Regions from separate parts of the Mus musculus genome. Here all the other regions are linked to region 3. The links are chromatin contacts, called in public Micro-C and promoter capture Hi-C maps. All regions are on one chromosome and are shown on one strand. Each heading gives the region's core, a stretch centred on a gene start, on an enhancer-like site or on the middle of the called end of the contact. The rest is flanking DNA. Distances are from core to core; before and after follow the strand shown. Region 1 holds the start of Sirpa (signal-regulatory protein alpha). Region 2 holds the start of AU019990 (expressed sequence AU019990). Region 3 holds the start of Adra1d (adrenergic receptor, alpha 1d).

Region 1 (4,497 bases), core at 423-2,922, 2.0 Mb before region 3:
GGCGTGTGCCACCACACCCAGCTAATTTTGGAGGAGGGTTTTCACAAGGCTTTAGTGGACACCATGGTCCTATCAGACACAATTTAAAGAGCTGGAGACACTGCAGCTCAGCTCAGATGCTAGAACCAAGTTTTCTTTCTTGCCCAGGCCCCCGAACTCCGTATTCTCTTCCCTTCAGCCACCTCTTATTCCAACTATAGTGACCCTTTGAGTGTAACAATCAAGCATGGTAGGCCCTACTTGAATCTTGCCTACAGGGGTTCCTATTTGCAGAACCAATTCTCTTGGGCTTCTGGACCACCCTCCCGACGTGCTAGCCACATACTGTTGCCCTTACCTAACCAAGCTGACACACATGTGCACTTGTAACCTACACTCCCTACAAGACCTCCTCTGTTCATTCTTGTCTTCCCCTGCACCTTCTCCCAGTCTGCAAGTGAGTTCTTGTAATCCCCTAGGTCCAAAGAAATACAACTAATCTTCCTGCTAGGGCTGCCCCATGGTCCCTTAAGGATTGCTGCTGCCAAACACTTCTCAAACACTGTCCTTGCCCTTGGTACATGGTAGGCTCTTCTTAAAATGCAGTGCAAATATCAGCTCATGTAACTCTCCCAGTGGCAGTTCTGGGTCGCTGCTTATGTTGGCCTGGTCTGCTTTAAAAAGAGCAGAGACACAGAAACAAGGTCTTTCTCCAAGACTGCAGCTTCTTAGACCAGGAGGAACGATCTAAGGCTTGGAAGCTGGGTCCTGGGTTCAACAGATGCACCCTTCCTGCCTCTCAAAAACAAACAAACAAACAAACAATAAAAGAAGAAAAGAAAGAAAAAAAACTAAAAAATCTCCCAGGCTTTTGGTCATGGGTGCAGAGGACTCTGTGGTGTGTGTGTGCGTGCGCGCGCACCATTGCATAAGGGGCTTTCTACATCATTAGGCAATCATCCTCCACTCCTCTGCCCCTAAACATCCTCTTTATTGAGAGGATGGGCCAGTAGGGCCTGTCTTGCTTCATTATGTCCCTCAACCACCATTGTGAGAAGCAAAATTTGCTATCTCTGAACTTCCAACTCAGAAACTCTCCAGTTAATAAGAGAGGGTCTTGATTCCTCTTCCCTGCCTTGGTGCCCAGCCTTCTGCCGATTAACCAAGCACCTGACCTAGCTCATGGAAATCCAGAGCTAGGGTACATTTTGCATCCAGAGGCTCTGTCCTTTGGGATAGGCTCTCCTGTCCCTCCTCTTCCTCATTAGGGTAACTATTTTGCAGCCCAGGTCTCTCCTAGTACAGTGCTGCCTGGGCCCTCTCCACCTCCAATCTATTCTCCCTGATAGAAGGCCTCTGGTCTGTCTCCTCCCTAGGGCCCAGCCCTGCCCCTCTCCTTTCCCTGCCACAGCATTTTTGCTGCTCCTCTCCCCCAGCGCGTCTTTACCAAGAGGCACTGAAGTCCTTCCTACACACACGCTATTTTTGTACCATCACTCTCTCCTTCCTCTCCCCCTTCCCCCTGCATTTACTTCCTGCTTTTGCTATACCTCGGGGCCAGCTAGGAAAGATTTGGGCCCCTAGGACTCACGCCCACCCGGAGGCCGACCTTCGGCTTTGGGACACACAAGCAGGGCCTCTCGGGGAGGGGCAGAAAGCAAACCTCCCCGCCCCCTCCACTCTCCACCCTTGCAAGCTCCCCTGCCGCGGGCAGCCTCTTGCCCACTGGAGTCTAAGGACTGGCCGGGTGAGAGGCCGAGACCAGGGGGCGATCGGCCGCCACTTCCCCAGTCCACCTTAAGAGGACCAAGTAGCCAGCCCGCCGCGCCGACCTCAGAAAAACAAGTTTGCGCAAAGTGGTGCGCGGCCAGCCTCTGGGCAGAGGGAGCGGTGCTTCCACCGCCTGGCAGCCCTGCGCGCGGCGGCGCAGGTCCGAGCGGCTGGCGGGGACCCGCACGGGCAGAGCGGGCTCGCGCAGAGCCGAGGCGGGCGGCGCAGCTCGCGGGGCGCACTGGGGCGCGGGCGGGAAGGTGCGGGCGCGAGGAGGGGGCGCTCGGCCGGGCCGCCCTCGCGCTGGCCTCGCGACGGCTCCGCACAGCCCGCACTCGCTCTGCGAGCTGTCCCCGCTCGCGCTTGCTCTCCGATCTCCGTCCCCGCTCCCTCTCCCTCTTCCTCTCCCCCTCTTTCCTTCTCCCTCGCTATCCGCTCCCCCGCCCCCGTGCCTCTGGCTCTGCGCCTGGCTCCCTCGGGTCCGCTCCCCTTTCCCGCCGGCCTGGCCCGGCGTCACGCTCCCGGAGTCTCCCCGCTCGGCGGCGTCTCATTGTGGGAGGGGGTCAGATCACCCCGCCGGGCGGTGGCGCTGGGGGGCAGCGGAGGGGGAGGGGCCTTAGTCGTTCGCCCGCGCCGCCCGCCCGCCTGCCGAGCGCGCTCACCGCCGCTCTCCCTCCTTGCTCTGCAGCCGCGGCCCATGGAGCCCGCCGGCCCGGCCCCTGGCCGCCTAGGGCCGCTGCTGCTCTGCCTGCTGCTCTCCGCGTCCTGTTTCTGTACAGGTAAGCACCCTCAGCTCCTACTGCCACCCTCCCCAAGCTGCGGGCTCAGGCCCCGCACACTGTCGCTAAGCTAATGTCGACAAATCCCTGTAACGGGGGTTACAGATGCAGAGTTGAGGCCCAGAGAGGGTCAGCCACTTGCCCAAGGTCACATAGCCTAGGCTAGAAGCCGGGATAGAACTCTTCTTATCCGGATCTGCCTTGTGGACTGTGACTGGGTAGCCCAGCGTTGGGCTGCGGGGTATAGGAATGAGTTGGTTTACCGTACCCTTTGCCAAACCTGAATGGGGAAGCAGACTGGCAATTGCTTTGGGCAATCGGGCTCCTGGTTTCCCCATATGCTCCCTTGCTAGACTTGATTGGAGAGAGGGTCGGGGCAGAGGTTGGGCGCGCTGTTGAGCTGTTGGGATGGGGGAAGAGTGAGCTTTCGCCCTAGTACCAGAGCAAGCAGGGTTAGTGTATGGAGGTAGAGACAGGAAGAGAGGCCGGAGTAATCCACGGACCCTTGGGAGACACAGTGGATTTACCTGTGGTGGGCACAGCCCTCTCTGGATGGTCTCCTCCCCGCCACCCCCCTGCCTTCCTTAGGCAGGCTTCCAGTAGCTCCCTGCAGTTCCAGCATGTACCTGTGGCTCTGAGCTTGTCTTCTTTGTTGGCCTACATCAAACACCTGGCTGTCTCCAGCAGGAGGGCTCTGAAGGCCGGTTGGCCAAGGAGTGAGGTCACCATTCAGGAGAGCTGCATCTTAAAGGGGTTTTGCAAAAAATCTTGGGTCTCTTCTGGAAGTATATGAAGGCTAAAGACATAGCTGGGGAGGGACAGAAAGGAGCCTTATTTCGTGTCTTCTTGGATTGGTGCTATGGACATAGGGGTCTCTGTACAACCTTCCTTTTGCAGGGAGGTAAATCCAGCCACGGCACGCCGTTCTTACCAACATTTGCCTAGAGCTTGGCACCTGATGGCAGTGTAGAAGGAGGAAGAGAGAGAGTCAGCCTCAGGATAGAAAGGATAACAGGGTGGGAAAAGGGGTGTCTAGGAGTTCTCTCTGAGCTGCAGTGTTCAGGAACCCACTGGGTGCTCCCCACCAAGTGCTCCCCGCCAAGTGCTCCCACCCCATTCACAGTTTTCAGCTACCCTTGGGTCCTCTCAGAGCTGAATGATGAATTTCATCTCTCTCCTGTGAGTGGCTCTGAGGTCTGGTCTGCTTCCTCCTGCCTTACCAGTCCCAGCCCTACCCTGCCATGCTCCAGGGCTTGGGAATCTACAGGCATCTCTCCGAAGTACAGAACACTGGGCCCAGATTAATATCTAAATGTTGGCTCTAGACCTTTTTCTGACTAGGGTCCTGTGGCGCAGTCCCTGGCAAACAAATAGTTAACAAGTGTTAACAGCAGTCTTCCCTTCCTGGGTGGGGGTAGGGGTGGGGGTGGCGTGGAGGGGGTGGAGGTGGGGGGAGTGGGGAATGACAGCACCTTTCTTAAGAGCATATCTATCCCCCCTTCTCCACCCTCACCTATAAAAACAATCTATAAAATGATAAAGATGGGATCTTCCGTTCCAATCCACTCAGCATCAGTGACTTGAAAAAGTGGGAGCGGTGGAGGGGCATAGATTAACTTCATAGTAAGTAAGCCTTGGGAGGTGAGAATGAGATTCTGCGGGAGGAAGGGATGGTGTATGGCCTTTGAGTGCCAGCCTCCCAGCAACCTGCGCATAGTCCCCTTGGGGCTCAGGATCAAACCCACATTTTTGCCCCAGGAGGTACTTCAGCCCCTACTGGACTCAGCCTCCCTTGCCCAGGGCATGGGATTTACAGCACACAGAAGAAGTGGGACTGAAGGACAGACAGGTAGGAGGCAACTGTAGGTGGGACAGAAGGACAGACAAGTAGAAGGCAGCTGTCCAGTTTTCTAGGAAAATGGATTTGTTTAAGCAAGAACCCCAAATATCAGCTTAGAAAAGACATCTT
Region 2 (4,231 bases), core at 335-2,834, 1.0 Mb after region 3:
GCCTGCCTCTTTTTCTGGCCAACCTGTTTTGTTTTGTTTTGTTTTGGAGGTAAGGTTTCTAGAGACAGAGTTCAAGGCCAGCCTTATCAACATAGCAAGCTCCAGGCTGCTAGGGCTACATAGTGAGGATTTTTAAATTTTTACTTTCTAAAAGTTATGAACATGCATTCACTCACGTCTGTGTTCATGAGTGCTGGTGCCCGCAGAGGCCAGAGGCATTGGAATCCCTGGAGTGGAGCTACAGGCATCTGTAAGCCACTGATGTGGTTAATGGGGGTCAATCTTGGGTCTTTTTTTTTTGCAAGAGCTGTTAACTACTGAAGTATCCCCCCAGCTCCAAAAATTCTAACCATCTTCTCAAACTCATTGTGTGTCACTGTCTTTGGCTTTCAACACTAATCTTGGCCAGCCAAAGGGTCTCTGCGTACGTTGTTCCATTTTCCTAGAAACTCTCCCCATGTATTTTTCTCTTCTTTTAAGTCTTAGCTTACTACTCAGAGTAGCCTGTCCTGCTCATCCTATCTGAAATCAGTTCCTTTGTTCCTTAATGACTTGGCTCTTCTCTTTCTATCACCACAGTAAATCCCACAGTCCCAAGGCGCCCCCCCCCCCTTTCTTTTTTCTACAGCTGAGCCAATTGAGTGTCTTAAGAATCGTGTTAGGGCTGACAAAAACCGGGAAGCCTCATGCCTCTTTCCTGCATGGAAGTCTGCTGCAAGTGACCTTTCACAGTTGCACTCAGATCCTAATTCGGAAAACGCACGTCAGCACATGACGCTAAAAAAGGAGGTTGCTCTCGAGACCCCTTCAGTGAAAGTAGTTGGCTACCCAGTTCCTGTTTTGCTGTAGGCTGGGTTCTCAGTGACACAGCTGTCTTCAGCAGAGCACGGAGACAGTGGGAGAGTTTTCTCATGGTAAGCCTCCTTTCCTGTGTTTCTCACTAGAGTTGATTGTTATTCTTGTGTTCTCTTTCTCTAAGACCAGGTCCCAGGAGATGGACATTAGAAGAAGACAGGAAGATCTGAACTCAACTTAAATGCCTGTGAATGTGTGAATGAGTCTCCAGATTGCATTCTGGCGCTTTGAAATTGTAACATTTCTGGGAAAGCAGACATTCGAGAGCCACATCAGTGCAGCTCATTTAGTCCTTGAGAAGACATTTAGGGTCCATGAGGAGGACAGCTGCTCATGGCAAGACCCTTTGTCATTCATCCTGAGCACACAACACATCTAACAATTATGCTGTTTAGCTTTGTTGGTTGCTTCTGTGTTGTGTGCATCTCACTTGCAGCCCAGATTGTCCTGAAAGTCCAAATCCTTTTGCCTCCCTGAGGTTGGGATCACAGGCAGGTACCATCACACCTGGCATAATTATGCTCCTGAAATCACTTGGCCTAGATGTTGATCAGCAGCCAAGTATTCAGCAGAATTGAATGCATTGGCACGCCTCACCTGTTTCCAGCATTCAGAAAAGCACAGGTGACCTGAGTTGACCCTGAAGTTCTAGTTCACAGGGAAGCCCCCAAAGAACCACCCTCAGAGTATGCATCAATATAATCTGAAGAGCCAGGGCTGTGGCTCAGTGGTAGAGTGCTTGCCTATGATATGCAAGGACTCAGGTTGGAGCCCCAGTGCTGAAAGAATCAGGAAATTAAGTCATGAAGTGGTGCCTGGGCAGATAGAGGCCTTAGGAGGAAACTGCATGTTTTGAGGGACAGAGCTGGGTCAGCAGAGTGTTTCCACACAAATGAACTGACTTCTGCATTGAGAACGTGAATCAACAGATCCCACAAGGTCAGTGTTCCCAGGCTCCCAAGTCCTTGAGGAATTCTGGAAGGAAGCTGTTTATAGTCGTTTTTCTAAGGAAGAAATTGGAGAGTTGAGATATATGCTTTCTCCTGCCATCTTCATGGCCTTCATGGCCTGCTTCAGGACTCAGTGGGAAATTCAAAAGGTACATTGTGACATCAAAAGGAACACTGGTACCATTGACAGTTGTTAAGAGTTTGTGTTGCTGAGGCTTAACCCTAGGCCTCAGCAAATGCTCTCCCACTGAGCTATACACCCTCAGCCTCAACTATTTAAAGTCCCTTCCCTTCCCTTCCCTTCCCTTCCCTTCCTTTCCCTTCCCTTCCCTTCCTCTCCCCCCCCCCCCCCCCCCCGTTGTTGTTGGACAGGGTCTCACTATGTAGCCCTCACAGGTCTAGAACTCAAACTGTAGATCAGGCTAACCTCAAACTCACAGAGATCTGCCTGCTTCTGCCTGTGCAGTGCTGGAATTAAAGATGTGTGCCACTATACCTAGTCAGCCTTTAATTTAAAAATTCACCATAAAGGCCAGATTGCTGGGTATGAGGTTTTCCTAGCTAACCAGACTATATCTGTCAAGACTGTTTTTCCCCCCTACTTTGTGAGAGGAATTATTTTTATAGAAGATAGGAGTTTCTGATTACTACCTGCCCCCCCCCCCCCCACACCTTCCCAATTCCTCCTCTTTATCTTTTTGGTTTTATGGGACAAGGTCTGCAGACCATGCTGCCCATAAACCCATGACATCCTCCTGTCTTGGCTTCCTGAGTGACCACAGACATGTGGTACTCCATGGCTTTTGTCCCATTTAGTTTTTCTGCGGGACATTACATCAGACCCATCTCTAACACGGAGCATCTGGTAAACTTCTGAAAGAAGTTACAAAATGCCATGAGACCCAAGCACAGCTCTGCTTTTGTTATGCAACAGTGGAAGCTTGCCACACTCCATGCTTCGTGAGTCAGCCACATTGGCCAATCCTGAGCTCCTGCCTTCTTTACTGGTGTCCTGTAGGAACGGGCGGCTCCAAGCGCTTCCACTGTTGGGAAAGTAAAGCAAGATATACAAGGTCAATAAATGCTCCAGAGCTGGGAGACCTTAGAGGGCTCTGCTGCTGCTCACAAGTGCCTTCCTCGGTCTTCCTCCCCATCCACTCCCCACCTTTCTTTTTGACAGAATCAGAGCTATTTAAAAATATATTAATGTAGATTTTAAGCCTGTGTGAGTAGGCTCTTCAAAAGGCTTCTCTAATACATTAAACACACACACACATCACTACTGACTAGACTTTAATTCTGGAGATAATAAACAGATTAGAAGTTTCCTACTTTGGGGGCTGGAGAGATGGCTCAGTGGTTAAGAGCACTGGCTGCTCTTTCAGAGGTCCTGAGTTCAGTTCCCAGCACCCACGTGGCAGCTCACAACTGTAACTCTAGTTCTAGGGGATCTGACCCCCTCTTCTGGTCTCCAGGGGACCAGGCACATATGTGGTTCACAGATATACATACAGGTAAAACACTCATACACATAAAATGAGATAATTTTTTAAAAAGTAGTTTTACCTTAAAAGAGTTTTCCTACATTTTAAAATGACCTAAATAGAAAACAATTACCACACACACATATATATGTGTGTGTGTATATATATATATATATTTTTTTTTTTTCTAGGCAAGCAGCCTACCGATTGAGCCACATCCCTAAACTTCTATGTGTTTTTAGGCAGGAAGACTGAAAGAAAAGAACTTTCCCTCTTTCTACCTCTACAGCATACCTGACAATTACATCATCCCAAACCAGGAAGAAAACATGGGGATGTTGCCCATAGCGACTGTTTATTAGTAGGACATTTAGTCCATCTCAACTTTTTCTGTGGTGACACTTGTACAGGTTCTACTTCCCTATTCTTACGACAAGGCCACATTGTCAAAACTCTTCCTTCTGGAATCACTTGGCTCATTAGCTGTAATAGAAACAAAAACAAAGGAGGGGAGGGGCATGATGGGAGGGGCAGGGAGGGGAATGTCTGCGATACCAGCACCTAAGAGGTACATACAAGAGGATCAGAAGCTCAAGGTGATCTTTAGCTATACAGCAAGCTAGCCTAGGCTGCATGAAACCTTGTAACCTTCTCCCTTCCCCCACGACGTGGGAGTGATTGGTATACATCTGTAATCCCAGCACTTGAGAACTAAGACATAAGATCATGAGTCTTGAGTCTGAGCTAAATAGCAGGTTTAAGGCTAGCCTAGGCTGCATAGACAGACTCTGTCTTTTTTTTTTTTTTTTTTAATTTACAATGTTTTCCCTGGTCTCTCTGGTTTGTTTTTCCACCATGATGGTCCTGTACTCAGACCCTGTCAGTTCAATCCTCTTCATCAGAGCTTGTTCTTGAGTACATTCAAAACCCCTGCCTGGGGCT
Region 3 (4,047 bases), core at 247-2,746:
AGGTTGTGGGTCATCTAAGCTTTCCAGGTAAGGACCGCCCAGAGGGGAAGGGTCTAAAGTGAGGGAATCACTCACCCAGAGGCAGGACGAAGAAAAAGGGGAACCAGCACAGGACGAAGACACCCACGACGATGGCTAGGGTCTTGGCAGCCTTTTTCTCGCGGGAAAACTTGAGCAGCCTTACGGAGAGCGAGCTGCGCAAGGTGTGCCCCTTGCTACTCTGTGTCCCTGGATTTCCTTTGGCGCTAGTGGCTGCGCCGCGACAGTGGATCCTCAGAACCACCTCAGAGGCCTTGCCCGGCTCCCTCTTGATGCCCGCCTCGAGGCTGCGCGTGGTGCTGCGCGCGACCACATACACGCGGCAGTACATGACCACGATCACTGCCATGGGGAGGTAGAAGGAGCATACGGAAGAGAAGATCGCATAGCCCACCTCCTCGGTGATGCCGCAGAAACGCTCATCCGGGGGCACTGGTTCCTTCCAACCTAGTAGCGGTCCCACAGATACCACCAAGGCCACCGCCCAGAGCAGAGCCAGAATGGCAGCGGCCTTGCGTTCTGTCATAATGGCTGGATACTTGAGCGAGTGGCGCACACCCACGTACCGGTCCACAGAGATGGTGCAGAGGCTAAGGATGGAGGCAGTGCAGCATAGCACGTCCACCGCGGCCCATACGTCGCAGAAGGTCCGGCCGAAGGCCCAGAAGCCTAGAACCTCCATAGTGGCTGAGAAGGGCAACACAGCTGCACTCAGTAGCAGGTCAGCCACTGCTAGGTTCACGATGAAATAGTTGGTGACCGTCTGCAAGTGGCGGTTGCAGGCCACGGAGAGGATGACGAGAAGGTTGCCCGCCACAGCGGTGAGGATGAAGGCGGCTAGGAAGACACCCACTCCCACGCCCTGAGCACTCACCACTAGCCCCCCGACGGCCGCCGAGCCATTCACCTCGCCGCTTGCCGCGGCCCCCGCTTCTGCCGTGGAGCTCTGGTTGTCCTCGCCGCTGCCGGTTCCCACCACAGCGCTACCGCCTGTGGCACCCGGCACGCCGCCCACCGCCGGACCCTCGGGGCCAACCGTGCCAGCTCCGCCGCCCGCGCCGGAGCCCCCAGTGCTACTGCTCGCCCGGGGTCCTTCGAAAGTGACGCTCAGGATGTCGCGGAAAGTCATCTCACGGCGCAGCCGTCGGGGCCCGAGCCCAGGCACAGGGCGAGCAAGTGGCGGGGAGGGAGCCCGCGGGCATCGCCGCAGCGCCCGAGCCAGCCCCGCGCGCCGGTCCCGTCGGTCCTGCCCAAGTTCCCGCGGCAGAGGGGCCGCAGGGGAGCGGTGCTGCAGGGAGAGCGGGGCGGAGGTCACCAGGCCGTGAAGGTCCCAACGGGAACGGGCTCTGGCGGTGGCTGCAGAGTCACAAGAAAACAAGGGCCGGGGCCGGCTCCCTGCTCCCTGCTCCCCTCTCCAAGCGTGTCCTGGCGAGCGGTGGCTCCTCCGGGAGCGTCAGTGCAGGCGGCGGCCTCTGCAGCGCAGGGGACTCTGCGCGGGGGCGGGACGGAGGAGGGGCGGCGGGGAGGGAGGAGGGGGCGGCCGGCGCGAGCCAGCGAAGGGGCTCCGCGCGTCCAGCGGCTGCGGGGGTCCTCGCCGGTGCTCACGACCGTCCTCTGCCCTAGCTGTCCCCTTATCCTCCTTTCCTCAGCTCTCCTGCACCCCGGCTTTTGCCCCAGCGCTCCTCGCTGCCTCCCTTCCTCTCTCTGGACTTGCGGTCACTCTCTGCTTGCCCTTGCCCTAGCGGAGCATACAAGGTGCGATTCCCCGGGACTCCGGGCTCCCGGCTTCTGCCGCCAGAGAGCAGCAAGAGCCCAGGATCTGTGGGTTCAGGGCTGGATGATTTAAAAAAAACGCTGCCACTTGAGAACGTCTGGATGCGGTTTGATGCCCCTCCTCTTTTTTCTAGGGCAACTGGCCAGCCCAAGATCTCAAAACCCACTATGGTGCGATGGTGGCATTGAGACAGCCCTGAAGGGGTCAAGATGCTTGGGCGCGGGTTGAAGATGGGCGTGACTGGCGTGAGACCAGATGGTGTGGTCACAGCCCTAGGACTTTGCCCGTACTCTGAATAATACCAACTTTGGCCCTGCAACTCTACTCTGCATCAGAAGTCAGAATAAATCTTCCTGTTGCTACTCGAAGTACTCGGGACTCCCTCTGGGCAGAAAAGGTCACGTTCTGGAGGGTGGGAAAGGTTACTGCAGGGTGCTTAACAGGGAGGGAGCAGAGTAGCTTGCCTCCACCATTCAGGCTCCGGCGTCTTGTGCCTCGGTTCCCCACATGTGAAAACGAGAGTAAGATTCACTGTGTTAGCAGCGCCACCAAAGTAGTGCCCATACTTCTCAGAAGAGTGGAGAATAGTGGGGTAAAGCCTGAACACGAAGAACAGAGGGGAGAGGGGACGGGGCTGTGCTAGGAAGCAGGGACGCAAGGGAAAGAGAAGGGAGGGAGGAGGACCAATAGGGAGAGACACAATGCCACTGGACCACCCCAGGCAACTGTACTTACATGGTGCACATAAACTGGCCTCCTCAGGCAACTGTACTTACATGGTGCACATAAACTCATGTAGGCACACACATGATGTGCGCGAGCACACACACACACAAGTGCAGGCACAAATACATCTTCAAAACACTACCTTTCATTCTTCATCATTTCTTCCTTTCCTTGACTTGGCTTATGGAAGCGAGGCCATAGAGATGCGGGAGGATGCTCTGAAAATGTCATGTGCATGTCCTTGGTGCCTGGTTTATTCCTTGTTGCAGATGGTGGGATGGTAGAAGCAATGAAAGCCTCAGTTGTGTTGTGACATGAGCTTTCTTCTTCTCCCATCCTGCAGACCATTCACTGAACTCGATCCACAAGAGCTGAGCCCTTGGCAGGCAAAGTATGACTTATACACACACTGCCTTCCTAAGGCAGATATTCTGATAGGAGCTTGTACCTGGGGAGTGAATACTGGAATTGTCTTACTGTAGGGTCTTCAGCAATTCTTACTGTAGGGTCTTCAGCAACTCTCTGGGACCATTGCCTTCTTTACAGCTGAGGGCAAATGGAATTGGAATAGAACAGAATAAAGCAGTGGGATTCTGGCTTCAAAGCAAGACTTCAAACCAGCATCTTAGAGAAGTGTTGGCTGGATTGGGGCAATCTAAGTCTGACCCTCTGGGCCCTCCTTGCAAGTCTCCCCACTGGTTCTCAAAGCACTGTGAGCTCCTGGAGGCTCATGGGCATAGCGCTGGCTCCCTGATCCTGGAGAACCTGCTTTGTGGTTCAGCAGAAGGGACTTCCTTTGAGATGGAAGACGAAGTTCATGTTATGTCAGAAACAGACATGTTTGTCTTTCTATATGTCAGGGCTTGTGGAATAATCAGTAAAATCACAAGCTATGTTAGCTTACTTGACTGAAATTTGCTGAATAATGCTGATTTTGCTTGATAACTGGTCATTGCCAGTCTCTGGTTCTCTCTCTCTCTTTCTCTTTCCTTATTCTCTCTCTCTCTCTCTCTCTCTCTCTCTCTCTCTCTCTCTCTCTCTCTCTCCCTCTCCCTCCCTCTCTCCCTCTCTCTCTCTCTCTCTCTCTCTCTCCTCTCTCTCTCTCTCTCTCCTCTCTCTCTCTCTGTCTCTGTCTCTCTCATGTGTGTGTGTGTGTGTGTGTGTGTGTGTTGTACGCGTGTGCACACATATGGGTGTATGTATGTGTGAGAGGCCAGAGATTGATATTGGGATGACTTTATTAATAGCTTCTCCATTTTATTTATTTTAAACTTGTTTTATTAAATGTATTTTAATTTTATGTATATGGGTATTTTGCTGTGGGTTATTTATATGGGTATTCAGTGCCCAGAGAGGTCAGGAGAGGGTATTGGATATCTTGGAATTGGAGTTACTGATGGTTGTAGGCCAACATGTGGGTCCTGAAAATCAAACCAGTGCACTTAACTGCTGATCCATCTCTACAGCCTCCAGTTTACTTTTTGAGACAGGGTCTCTCACTGAACCTG

The links. Promoter capture Hi-C pulls out the DNA fragments that hold promoters and counts their contacts. Hi-C and Micro-C count contacts between places; a contact is called where the count stands out from the background.
Region 1: a Micro-C map of embryonic stem cells shows a contact between it and region 3, with 8 times the contacts expected there. The contact joins the promoter of Sirpa here to the promoter of Adra1d in region 3. A contact is called at or near these places in 1 of 39 promoter capture datasets (pre-B cells) and 1 of 484 Hi-C or Micro-C datasets (embryonic stem cells).
Region 2: a contact with region 3 is called in a promoter capture Hi-C map of the 3T3-L1 cell line, with 3 times the contacts expected there. The contact joins the promoter of AU019990 here to the promoter of Adra1d in region 3.

Annotation. Positions count from the first base shown.
Region 1 is chr2:129,591,167-129,595,663 of GRCm38.p6, forward strand. Sirpa (signal-regulatory protein alpha) reads left to right here and starts at 1,673. Exons shown (of 9, transcript NM_001355158.1): 1 at 1,673-1,909; 2 at 2,438-2,528. The coding sequence starts at 2,447.
Region 2 is chr2:132,596,612-132,600,842 of GRCm38.p6, forward strand. It overlaps AU019990 (expressed sequence AU019990), which reads left to right and starts at 1,585. Exons shown (of 6, transcript NR_033468.1): 1 at 1,585-1,794.
Region 3 is chr2:131,561,001-131,565,047 of GRCm38.p6, forward strand. It overlaps Adra1d (adrenergic receptor, alpha 1d), which reads right to left and starts at 1,497. Exons shown (of 2, transcript NM_013460.5): 1 at 76-1,497. The coding sequence starts at 1,168. Gm14285 (a long non-coding RNA gene) reads left to right here and starts at 776. Exons shown (of 3, transcript XR_374988.3): 1 at 776-860; 2 at 1,689-1,794; 3 at 1,947-3,453.